Regions from separate parts of the Danio rerio genome. Here region 1 is linked to region 2. The links are chromatin contacts, called in public Micro-C maps. All regions are on one chromosome and are shown on one strand. Each heading gives the region's core, a stretch centred on a gene start, on an enhancer-like site or on the middle of the called end of the contact. The rest is flanking DNA. Distances are from core to core; before and after follow the strand shown.

What was found. A called contact is a pair of places that touch in the nucleus more often than the background predicts.
Region 1: a contact with region 2 is called in a Micro-C map of caudal fin, with 2.8 times the contacts expected there. The contact joins two enhancer-like sites. A contact is called at or near these places in 2 of 18 Hi-C or Micro-C datasets (caudal fin and an unstated tissue).

Annotation. Positions count from the first base shown.
Region 1 is chr18:10,880,431-10,886,107 of GRCz12tu, reverse strand. It overlaps sema3e (sema domain, immunoglobulin domain (Ig), short basic domain, secreted, (semaphorin) 3E), which reads right to left. Exons shown (of 17, transcript NM_001045084.1): 7 at 795-937. Among named protein-coding and RNA genes, the nearest start is that of pclob, 49 kb to the left of the region's middle. Within about 2 kb of position 2,892, at least 3 of the 62 cell types and tissues checked have an H3K27ac peak or open chromatin away from gene starts, as enhancers often do.
Region 2 is chr18:10,440,398-10,445,980 of GRCz12tu, reverse strand. sema3d (sema domain, immunoglobulin domain (Ig), short basic domain, secreted, (semaphorin) 3D) reads right to left here. Exons shown (of 18, transcript NM_131048.2): 8 at 5,004-5,146; 9 at 1,338-1,452; 10 at 1,171-1,240. Among named protein-coding and RNA genes, the nearest start is that of sema3d, 44 kb to the right of the region's middle. Within about 2 kb of position 2,135, at least 4 of the 62 cell types and tissues checked have an H3K27ac peak or open chromatin away from gene starts, as enhancers often do.

The DNA of each region.
Region 1 (5,677 bases), core at 1,643-4,142, 440 kb before region 2:
TAAAAGCTGCTTCACATCCCACAGTGATTGTGGCTGGAGGGAGAGTAAAACCAGCATTGTAAACAATGAGGGGCAGTTTGGCATAGCATTGCCTTTTTTGGCTCATATTTTTGTCTGTTTTTTTTTTCTTTTAGATGAAAACAGACAAGATTATTTTCAGTCAATAATTTTTTTAGTGACCAAAAATTCAGTGCATTCCCATCATAAACGGCTTAAGCATGTAAATGCATTAACTTGCTTTTGTCTGATTATTGAGTATGCATGTGTGAGATCTGAGAGGAACACATCTTTACTGTTTTTAAGAGCATCTTAACAACAGCTTTACAGTAGAGGAGGAGAAACTATACCGCAAACTCGAACACATTTCTGACCCAAAGATGTGTTCGCATATAAAAGTGATTTTTGTAAACTGTTTTTTGCATTAGTGGGTTATTGCTGCCATGTAAACTGTGGCAAAAATGTTATTTTAAAAAAGCTGATTATTTTAGTTATTGGTGTATTGTTTAACATGCTCAATTAAGATTTTTTGGTTTTCCAGTGTTGATGAAATTGTTTTCAGGCTGAAGGTAAAATTATAAAAATATTCTAAATACTTCAGTTTCTTGCATAGATTGAACGTTTGGCTTCATAAAACCTTAATTTATCATGTGTGCTCACTTAGTCCTTTTTCACTTAGATTTAGATTAATGCTACTGAAGATAGTGAGGAATGTTCTGTTACATACTGTACTACAGCTGAATGTATGCAGAACAAAGCTAGTTTTACTTAAAGTTTTTCTGATGTGTGTTCCATACCGCACAGACTCTGGCCACTCTGGTGTAAACAGCTTTATTTCCTCCCTCAACATCGGCCACTCGCTCTGTGAAGAAGTAGTAAACCTTATCGTCAGCAGGGTCGTCATTGTCAGGGATCACCGCTGAACCCACAAACTTGGGCTCTGGGGAAAGAAAAACACAAACACAAGACATATGGTCAGAATTACAAAGAAGACTGTTTCCTACGTTCACCAAGACTACATCTGTTTGATATGATTAAGTTGTAATATTATTTTAAACTATCTTACTAGAAATTAATAAAATAAAAACTAAATAATTATGAAATCAATTGAATAAATCAATTAATGTTTGAATGAACAAAACAAATAAAATAATTATCAGTTTCTCTGGATTTATGATTACTCTAAGTATTAAAAAACTGTTAAAATGTACTTATTTCATGCTGTAAACAAGTGGTCCCCAACCCCCAGGCCATGGACCCAACTGGTACCAGGCCGCAGAAGAAATCAAAAATTATTTCAGTTTTATTTATTCTGAGCGAGAAACAGACGTCTTTCTAAAGTTTCTTTGTGAAGGGGTATAAGGCCCAATGAAGCCAAAGGTATAGATCTGCAACCCTATTGTCAAAAAAATCGGGTGAATCCATCATGTCTGTGCAAGAAGATCAACAGCTGGAGATCGCAAATGACGGCAACCATTCAAATATTTAGAAGGTGCTTGGCTTGTGCACACATGTTGGGTCTTCCAGGCACACCCAGCTGAAAACATCTTCAGAATGCTGCAAATGCACCGCGAGTCTAATGACAAGAAGGGACCAATCAGCTTCATATTCTGTATGGAATATACACATTTCAGTAGGCTAACAATTTCAGAGAATCACTGCAGTTTTTTTTTTTCTCTCTCTATAAATACAACAGCAGCAGCTTGATGGTTTCGGTTCATGATCGCCTAGCGATCTACGTATACCCACCCACCCCAATATGTGAGCAATGTGTTGAATCACCTTTCTTTTGTTTTATATTCTTTTCCAAACTTTGCATTAGTAATATATTTAGCAGATGTTTAGTTAAACATTTTCAATACACACAGGCACAGGACCACGAGGCGGGAATCAAACTTGGGTCGCCGCGAGCACCGGAGTGCATGTGTCGACGCACTAACTACTACACCACTGGTGCAGACAACATTTTTAATATTATATAATAACTACTATTAAAATCAAAGCAACATGAACTAAAGTTGCAATCAGAATTATTAAACCCCTTTTATTTTTTTTTATTTTTAAAATATTTCTAAAATGATGTTTAACAGAACAAAACAATTTTGACAATATGTCTGATAATATTTTTTCTTCAGGAGAAAGTCTTATTTGTTTTATTTCGGCAAGAATAAAAGCAGCTTTTAATTTTTTTTAAGTAACTTTAAGGTCAAAATTATTAGCCCCTTTAAGCTACATTTTTTTTTCTCAATAATCTACAGAACATTGTTATACAATAACTTGCCTAATTACGCTAACCTGACTAGTTAACCTAGTTAAGCCTTTAAAAGTCACGTAAAGCTGTATAAAAGTGTCTTGAAAATATCTAGTCAAATATTATTTACTGTCATCATGGCAAAGATAAAATAAATCAGCTATTAAGAAATGAGTTATTAAAACTATTATGTTTAGAAATGTGTTAAAAAAAATCTTTTCTTCGTTAAACAGAAATTGGGGGAAAAAAATAAACAAGAGGGCTAATCATTCAGGGGGTTTAATAATTCTGATTGCAACTCTATAATTAACATTTTATGCACAAAATACATATTCCCAATATAGTCTAACACAAACAAATCCCTTATCCCCTTAAGTTGTGTGCTCTGCATGTTGAAGGCCGCAGTGCAGCGAGTGTGAGTGGGATTAAATCTTCAGCACCCCGTGAGTCTGAAGCGATAACACTTAACAGCAGTTAACACCATTCACAACACGCAGACCTCCACCTCACACTGTCGAATACGCACAGAAAATGTACAAGTCCCCATGGAGTCGCGCTCTCTGCCCCGCATTACGCACTTGTGTGCTATCGAGCTGATGACCTCAGGATGTGATGGTATTTGACCGTGTTTTATTATGTCGGAATGGATGTGAATGGGTCTCACAGAGATTGATGGTACGTGTCATACTCCTTGCTCTTCGCTCTCTCTGAATGATTAATGCATCACAGCAGGAGCCTGAATCACACGTGACGAGTGCGAGACAACACTGTATTATTAGCATAGACTCCACATCTTACTGGAAACACACACACATTTTGCATGATGGGCAAAAACAGTTTATGAATCAGTATACAGTTTGGACTAACATGGTTACAGTGTAGCAGTTTATTGTATATCCAGTTCATAAAGCAGGATTTAGTTATTGTTTTGGCATAGTTTAAGAATGACTTTTTCAAATATAAGGTTAACAAGCACATGTATATTATTTACATATGTATAAGCTATAAACATTCATTCTTTTTTTTTTTCAGCTTAGTCCCTTTATTCAACAGGGGTCGCCATAGCAGAATAAACAACCAACTTATCTAGCATATGTTTTACACAGCGGATGACCTTCCAGCTGCAACCCAGTACTGGGAAACAACCATACACACTCATTCACACCATACACTAAGGCCAATTTAGTTTATTCAATTCACGTATACCTCAAGTCTTTGGACTGTGGGGGGGGGAACAGGAGATCCCAGAGGAAAACCACGCCAACATGGTAAGAAACATGCAAACTCTTCACAGAAATGCCAACTGACCCAGCCAGGACATGACCTAGCAACCTTCTTGCTGTGAGGCGACAGTGCTAACCACTGAGCCACCGTGTTGCCTCATTTGCTCTGTGTGCATCTGAAATTCATTCATTCATTCATTCATTCATTCATTCATTCATTCATCTGCTTTTCAGGGTATGGGTCACGGGGGCAGCAGTCTTAGGAGAGAACCCCACACTTTATTTGTTTTGGACGGTGAAAGCAAAATTCTCCTATGAGAGTGATAATAGCGCCTCCCGATGGTGAATGCGTTTATACTCATGGCAGGTATTATTTGGTAGTTTGGTCATTTATTTAACTAATTTGGCAACCGTCAAATGTCATCAGGGAAACGGCTTGAATTTCTGCTTAGTAAAAAAACATTAGTGTGCCATTTGGGACGACAGTACTTGTACTATGCTGTTGAGTGTGTAAGTAGAGAAGCACTTAGTGCATGAGTGCATAGTGTGCCATTTGAGACGCTGCTATAGTCCCTAAAGCGTGACCTGGATCTTGCCCCAGGCCTCCGCCCGGTGGGACATGCCTGGAACACCTCCCTAGGTAGGCGACCAGAAGGCTTGCGAAACAAATGCCCGACCCACCTCAGCTGACTTCTCTCAATGTGGAGGACCAGCGGCTCTACTTCGAGCTTCTCCCGGGTGACAGAGCTCCTCACCCTATCTATAAGGGTGTGCTCTGCCACGCTGCGAAGGAAACTCATTTCGGCCACTTGTATCCGACCATATATACAGTAAAAGGCAAATGCAATATTCAATGAGTGATGTTTAATGAAGAAATGACATGATATTCCTTTTACATCCATCTTTTTCTGGAGAAAGGTTTATTTATTTTTGTTTGGCTGGAATTAAAGTTATTTATTTAACATTTATAAAGACATTATTATTAGCTCCCATAATATTTTGGTTTTCACTTTTTTTGATATGCAAACCACTGTTGTCCAGTGACTTCCCTTATTAACCTAACTTGCATAGTTAACCTACAGTATTTACCTTATTTAAGCCTTTAAATTACACTTTAAGCTGAATACTAGTATCTTGAATAACTAGTACAATATAGATAATAATACAACAATAATACAACATGGGCACATTGTGAAAACGTAGCGCTATTTACATTTCTTAAGATGGCAAATTATGTAGTAAGAAGTAGGTATGGCTGCATTTCGTCTTGAAAACAATCGCTATTGAGTAGTATGATGCCAATCCTTTTCGCGTTCCACCAGCTGACCCCTGACCTCCATATGGCTTTCCCGCTGTTACCAGTATGTTTAGTAGCTCACCATGTATGGACTTGAAACGCAGAGATTGGTTAGGTTTAGGAAATGAAGAGGGTGGGTCAGTCTATCGGTTTGTCATTCAGTAAGTCAATCAGTCCACAACTGCCTCTAGTGGATTTACGCAAGAACAGCAGGTGAGAATGGCACTTGAGGGAGATATTTGTGCAAAAAAAAAAAAAAAAAAGTTGCGAATTTGGTGCTCTCCAAAAATGTATTAGCGGTGCGTTTTCAGAATGAGCCTGGGTTGCAATATTAAGTACTGTCATCATGGCAATTGCTAAATAAATTATAATTAGCTATGAAAAATTAATTATTAAAACTATTAGGTTCAAAAATGTGTTAAAATCTTCACTCTGTTAAACATTTGTGCAATATTTGAAAGAAAATAATTAAAGTTCACACGGCGTCTAACAATTTTGACTTTATACATATTTTAATTGTGCAAAACTTAATTTTATTTTCACTCTGTAAACTACTTATGACCTTTCTTTACAATTTACAATGCAAATGTAGTCATTTAGAACATTTATTAATTAGCTTAAAATAACCAAAAAGTAAAAACCACATTTTAAGATTTTAATATAGTTTTTAGAGAACACTACCAATGTAACAACACAATAAATGAGCATTGTCTGAGCCTTGTCATTTCGTTTTTCCAGTTCCATCCATTCAGAACGATTGGGCTTTGTGCAGGGTATAATACAGTGGCAGCAGCATTGCAGTAGGATTTCGTTCAGTCACACTGGTGTGGGTCTGATGTGTGATCTGCACCTCTGATGAGGCTTCAGTGATACGCATGTTAAAAACATCAGTCTCTGTCGTGTGCATCT
Region 2 (5,583 bases), core at 886-3,385:
GTACAAAAGTAGGAAACACGTTGCTTTAAACTTTCATGTATATACAGCATGTATAGCTCTGGAGTCAGGAACTTCTCAGAAGATAACATTATTTAAAATGATTATTTTCTAGGTGTTTTTTAAAGGTAAATATAGGTGTAGGTTATACAGTATGATGTTAATTGCAGAGCACCTCTATTAACAAAAAAAAAAAAAAAAAAACTCGGCAAGATCTTAAAGAGATCAAGCCCCAGCAAACGTAAAGGAACACAAGTAGCACAATCGCCTAACAGCAAGAAGTTCGCTGGTTCAAGCCCCAGCTGGGTCAATAAGCATTTCTGTGTGGAGTTTGTATATTCTTCCCATGTTCAGGGGTTCCCTCCGGGTGCTCCGGTTTCCCCCACAGTACAAAGACATGCGCTATGAGTGTATTAAATCTAAAAAAGCTAAATTGGCCATAGATTATGTGTGTGAATGTGAGAGTGTATGGGTGCTTTCCAGTGTTTGGTTGTGGCTGAAAGGGCATCCGCTGCTTAAAACATATGCTGGATAAATTGGCAGTTTATTCCGCTGTGGTGACCCCAGATTACTATAGGGAATAAGCTGAAAACACTCAAATCGCTTTACTCATTTTTGGCAAATTTGGCCAGGATGCCGGGAGTAAAGGCTGCCAGCATGATCTTGTATCAGATTGAATGTAATTTTCTACATGTACAAGTAAATCCTAAATGTAAATGTGGCCAAAAATAACTTTACAAGTACATACAATTATTATTATATTATATATACATACATTATATTACACTGAGATTTGATATGTAGCTGAAAAGTTGTTTAATAGGCAACAAAATGTGAAATAACAAAAAAAAAAAAAGTATAACTCTACATTGATTAAACTGTATTTTGGGTTGCTTTTCAAGCTTCAGTACCAAGATAAAAATACTGATACACCAGCCTGATCTTACAAGAAAACGTAAGTATTTTACGTTTTGTCAGTTTAGTTCAGTCGTACGAAAATATCCGTTTTTAGAAAGGAGGTCGTGACACCCAACCCCACCCCTAACCCCAACTGTCATTGGATGATGAGCAAATCGTACTAAATTGTACAAACTATATCGTACGAATTCATACGAAATAACCACTGAATCAAAAAGTTACGAATTGCCGTGAGCTTGCGTTGGACACACTAACCTGGTAGTGGTGAACACTCCATACACCATAGGGTTTTTCTCATCTCTGCTAGGGAGAAGAAAGATGTCCTCTGTAACACACACACACATACACACATTTTAAAAAGTCTGATAAATCTAAAATATGCGTTTGTGGGAGGGAGAAGTAACATAAAACACATCACTCACGGAGCTCATCAAAGTGTGTGTCCACTCCATCTGGTCCAGGAATGGAGCACACGAGTCTCGCTTTGAGAAATGTTGTCCACTTGTTAGTAAGACTTCTCAAACCTCCAACATCGTTCTTCATGCAAAAACACACACAGACACACGCAAATATAGGACATTTCAGTGAAGTCATTCCGAAAGCATGTGTTTATCATTTAAATCCTCAGTTATTATATATTTTATAGACTTTCATAATAAAATGTAAACCCAGCATTTGCTTCTGATTAAAGCAGCTTATTCAATTAAGCATAAGACGACAGCAAACCACAAGCCCTTCAGTAACACAAAGGCTAAAGAGGAGCACAAATGCACACACGAGAGACAAAGAAAGACTGTTCAAGAAATGGAGAAAAGCGAGCAAGGAGAGTTTATAAAGAGAATATAATGACCCTCTCCATGAGCAGGTTTTACGTATTTAGATGCACAAAAGATCACTGAAAGGTCTCAGAAAGAGAAGACATGCTGAGAACACTTAAACAGATCTCCTCATTACTGCCAGAAGGGTTTAATCAAAGGATTTCAATGATTTCATCTACACTCGCTTAAAGCAGCAAACATATTCCTCCACTGCCATTCTCCATGTTGAATAACACACACACTTGAGAAAAAAAGGGGGGAAGAGACCTAAAAGAGGTTTAGGAGTGGTGTTTTCCAAATTCTTTAATCTTCAAAGATGCCCTCTTCTCGTGTTAGGCCAGTTATCCAGTGAGGAATCTGGCCTCAGATTGCTTTACAGCTCTCTCCTAAAGCTATAAAAACCCTCCTGCTCCAGACCAAGAATTTTGCAATAGAGCTTGGAATTTTTATAGCATACAGCCTGGGAGGATGAGTCTATAGCATTAAGAAAACAGCTTTAAATCATTGATGTTTTATAATTGCTGCTGGATGACAGCTGACATGTGCGAACACTTATTAAAAATCAGCTCTTTATAATATTCGATTAGGATTGGTCAATCAGCGTTCCAAATTAAAATATTTAGATCCATTTCCAGCGTATGGCATGCTCTCTATAACGTTAAAACGTTTAGGGCTGATAAGATTATTTAAAATGTTTTCTTATGTGATTACCAAGGTTGCATCTGTTTATTAAAAGCAGCAATATTGTCATCTGTACTCTAATTTACAGTATTCCATTTTAACATACATTACCGGTAAAAAGTTTGGAGTCTGTAGGATTTTTAAAAGTTTTAAAATAAGCTTCTCCTGCTCACCAAGGCTGCGTTTATTTCATCAAAAATACCATACAAATTGTGAAATTGTGAAATGTTATTGCACTATAAAATAACTGTTCACAATTATTTTATTATTTAATTTAATTATTTATTCCAGTGATTTTAAATGAATTTTTAGCTTCCTTACTACAGTCGTCAGTCACATAGTCCCTTCAGAAATAACTTCATTATAATACCAATTATTATTAATATTATTATTATTATTAATAATACTATTATTATTGTCAATGGTAATAGTAATACAAGCAATAATGGCTGGAGTAATAATTTCATTTGAAACTACATAAAATAAGTGAGCAGTTATTTAAAACTTTTATACACATTTCACAATTTAACTTTTGTTTTTACATTTATTAATTACCTCCTAAATAAACTGAATAATTTTCGGCTTAGTCCCTTTATTAATCTGGGGTCCACATATACTCATTCACACACATACACTACGGACAATTTAGCTTGCCCAATTCATTTATAGCGCATGTCTTCGGACTGTGGGAGGAAACTGGAGCACCCGGAGGAAACCTACGTGAACACGGGGAGAACATGCAAACTCCACACAGAAATGCCTACTAACTCGCCTAATACATTTTTTTTTTAAAAATCAAAAAACAATTGAAGGATTCTGATTTCTGCTTTCCAATCCGTTTCATCATGGACCAACGTTTATCCTTTTCATCATCCTGTTTCTCATAATTTTTTTTAATTTATTAAATAGAATTATTTGATAATTTGAATGAGTATTTAACTGTGAATTGATTTTAATTAATGAAAAAGTTAACACACTTAATATAAGAATGTTCAGTGCATTTGCCTGTCTCTTTATAACTATTTTCAGGAGCCACCAAACTCGGTCAGAGGTCATGAAGACCTTAAGTGGAACTGAGGGCTGAGGACCGGAAGCAACTGTTTCTATTGTTATTTCTATGAGTTAAGACTATCTAAAATGTCTAAAGTGATTTAGCTATTTTTACGGTTAATTCTTTTAAAGTGATTCTTTTCTTGTTTATTAAATAAAGACTTTGTGTAATAAGGATTATAACTGCCTGAATGTAGATTATACTGTTTTTTAACCAGTTTTGATAAAGACGGCTAAGAGTACACTCAGCCTTGGATAAGAAACATATTGTACTTTGTGTATGTTCTATTTGATTGTGGATCCTTATCACAGGCCTGGAGTCAACTCTAATCAGTCTAGTGGATGTATGCTTAAGATATTGTTCAGAATATACACACAAACCCCATCTATTTTGTTAAAAGGAAAGTTCAGCTCATTTTTCTTTACCCTCTACCTGTTCCAAACCTGTTTGAATTTTTTTTTAATGGTGAACAAAAAGTACATTAAAAATAAAGCTAGAAACTGATTTTTTAGCTTTGAGAATTGTATTTTCTTTTGTGTTTCAGAAAATAAAACTCTAATTCCTGAGTTTTTCCTTTAAGCTTTAAGGTCATTCCATTTTTTTATAATATTATTTCGCAATAACGGCCAACTGACTACTCATTTTTCAGTTTACAAATTAAAAAAATAGTAGTATTTCCACATGTACTGTATTTGTCCTACCACATGCTTTGTATTTAAGTATTAACATTTTAAATCAAACTCAAGGTTTTGGTGAGCAATCGATGCCTAAATTACTTCCATCCTGTGTATGATTTGATGACGACCTTGTGGAAGAGATTCAATTGCTAACAATCCTCAGGAATATCCTTGGAAACAGTGCCCTCGAAGGGTGTTAAAATGACGAAGTTGCAATCAATGAAATCTTTGAACTTTCTTCCATATGATTCATCTTGATTATTTATGGGTAATGACCCCAGTCTTCATAGTGGACATTTTTTTAAAGGGATAGTTCGCTCAAAAAATGAAAATTCTTTTTACTTATTTTACACTTTTATTTCCTATTGATATTGAAAAAATGATATTTTAAAAAATGTTGGAAACCTGTAACCATTAACTTCCATAGTATATTTCTACTATGGATGTCAATGGTTACAGGATATCAGCTTTCTTTTAAAAAAAAAAAAATCTTGTATTAAGAAAATAAGAAAATTATACCACTTGAGGAAGTAAATAGTGTTTAAATTGTCATATTTTGAACTATCCCTTTAAGCTGTGTGTTAACACAATGGAGTCACTTAACACATTAATTTCTCAACCCAAGGGACTCTGATCATCTGATCAGGAATGACAGTCCAGGCAGCAATTACATGGCCAGACCTCTACTTTGATTTACCCAGCCTGACAGTGGTTTGGTCCTCTTTCAGCAGATCACATCAAGGGAAACGTACCAGGAAGCCTCTCCCCCCAGAGGAAGCACATTTAATCTTCAGTTCTGAGGAGGATCAGAGAGATGAGGTGAGTTTCTCTGTGATCAGGCAGCGTGAGGACGGGCCTTACCCTGCAGATCCGGGCGACACGAGACAGCACGCTCTTGTCTGTAGTGCTCCCATCACGAGAAGCCTCACGGAAAAAGAAGTAAATCTTGTCATCGTCAGGATTGTAGGTGTCTGAGATGGGATGGGCAGAAATGAACTTGCCCTCTGTAGGGATAAGAGAGACAAAAGCTGATCAGATTTAATTTATATCTGTGATGGTAATCCAACCAATCCCTTTATAATCTTGTAAGAAAGTGTGGACGCTTATTAAAATTGTTACCAGTAAATGCAAACTTAAATTAATCTTCTCCCATAAACTATACTTTAGTAAGAGTACCTTTAACATAAATGCAAATGTTATAAGGTCTGCTGCAAAAACAACTGAGTCCATGCCTAAAAACCTAAATAAACTAAACTTTTGCACTGGCTGTTAGTAAAACTAGGCTTAAAGGTGTTGTATGTAAGTTTTTTACTCTTCTAAAGCATACAAATACCATAATATGTTTGCAGTTGTTAAGAAACATGCTGAGTGAATATTCTTGTTTACCTGAAAAACAATACTAAGTCAGAAATTCAGCTTTGAAAATGTGAGTTACATGCCA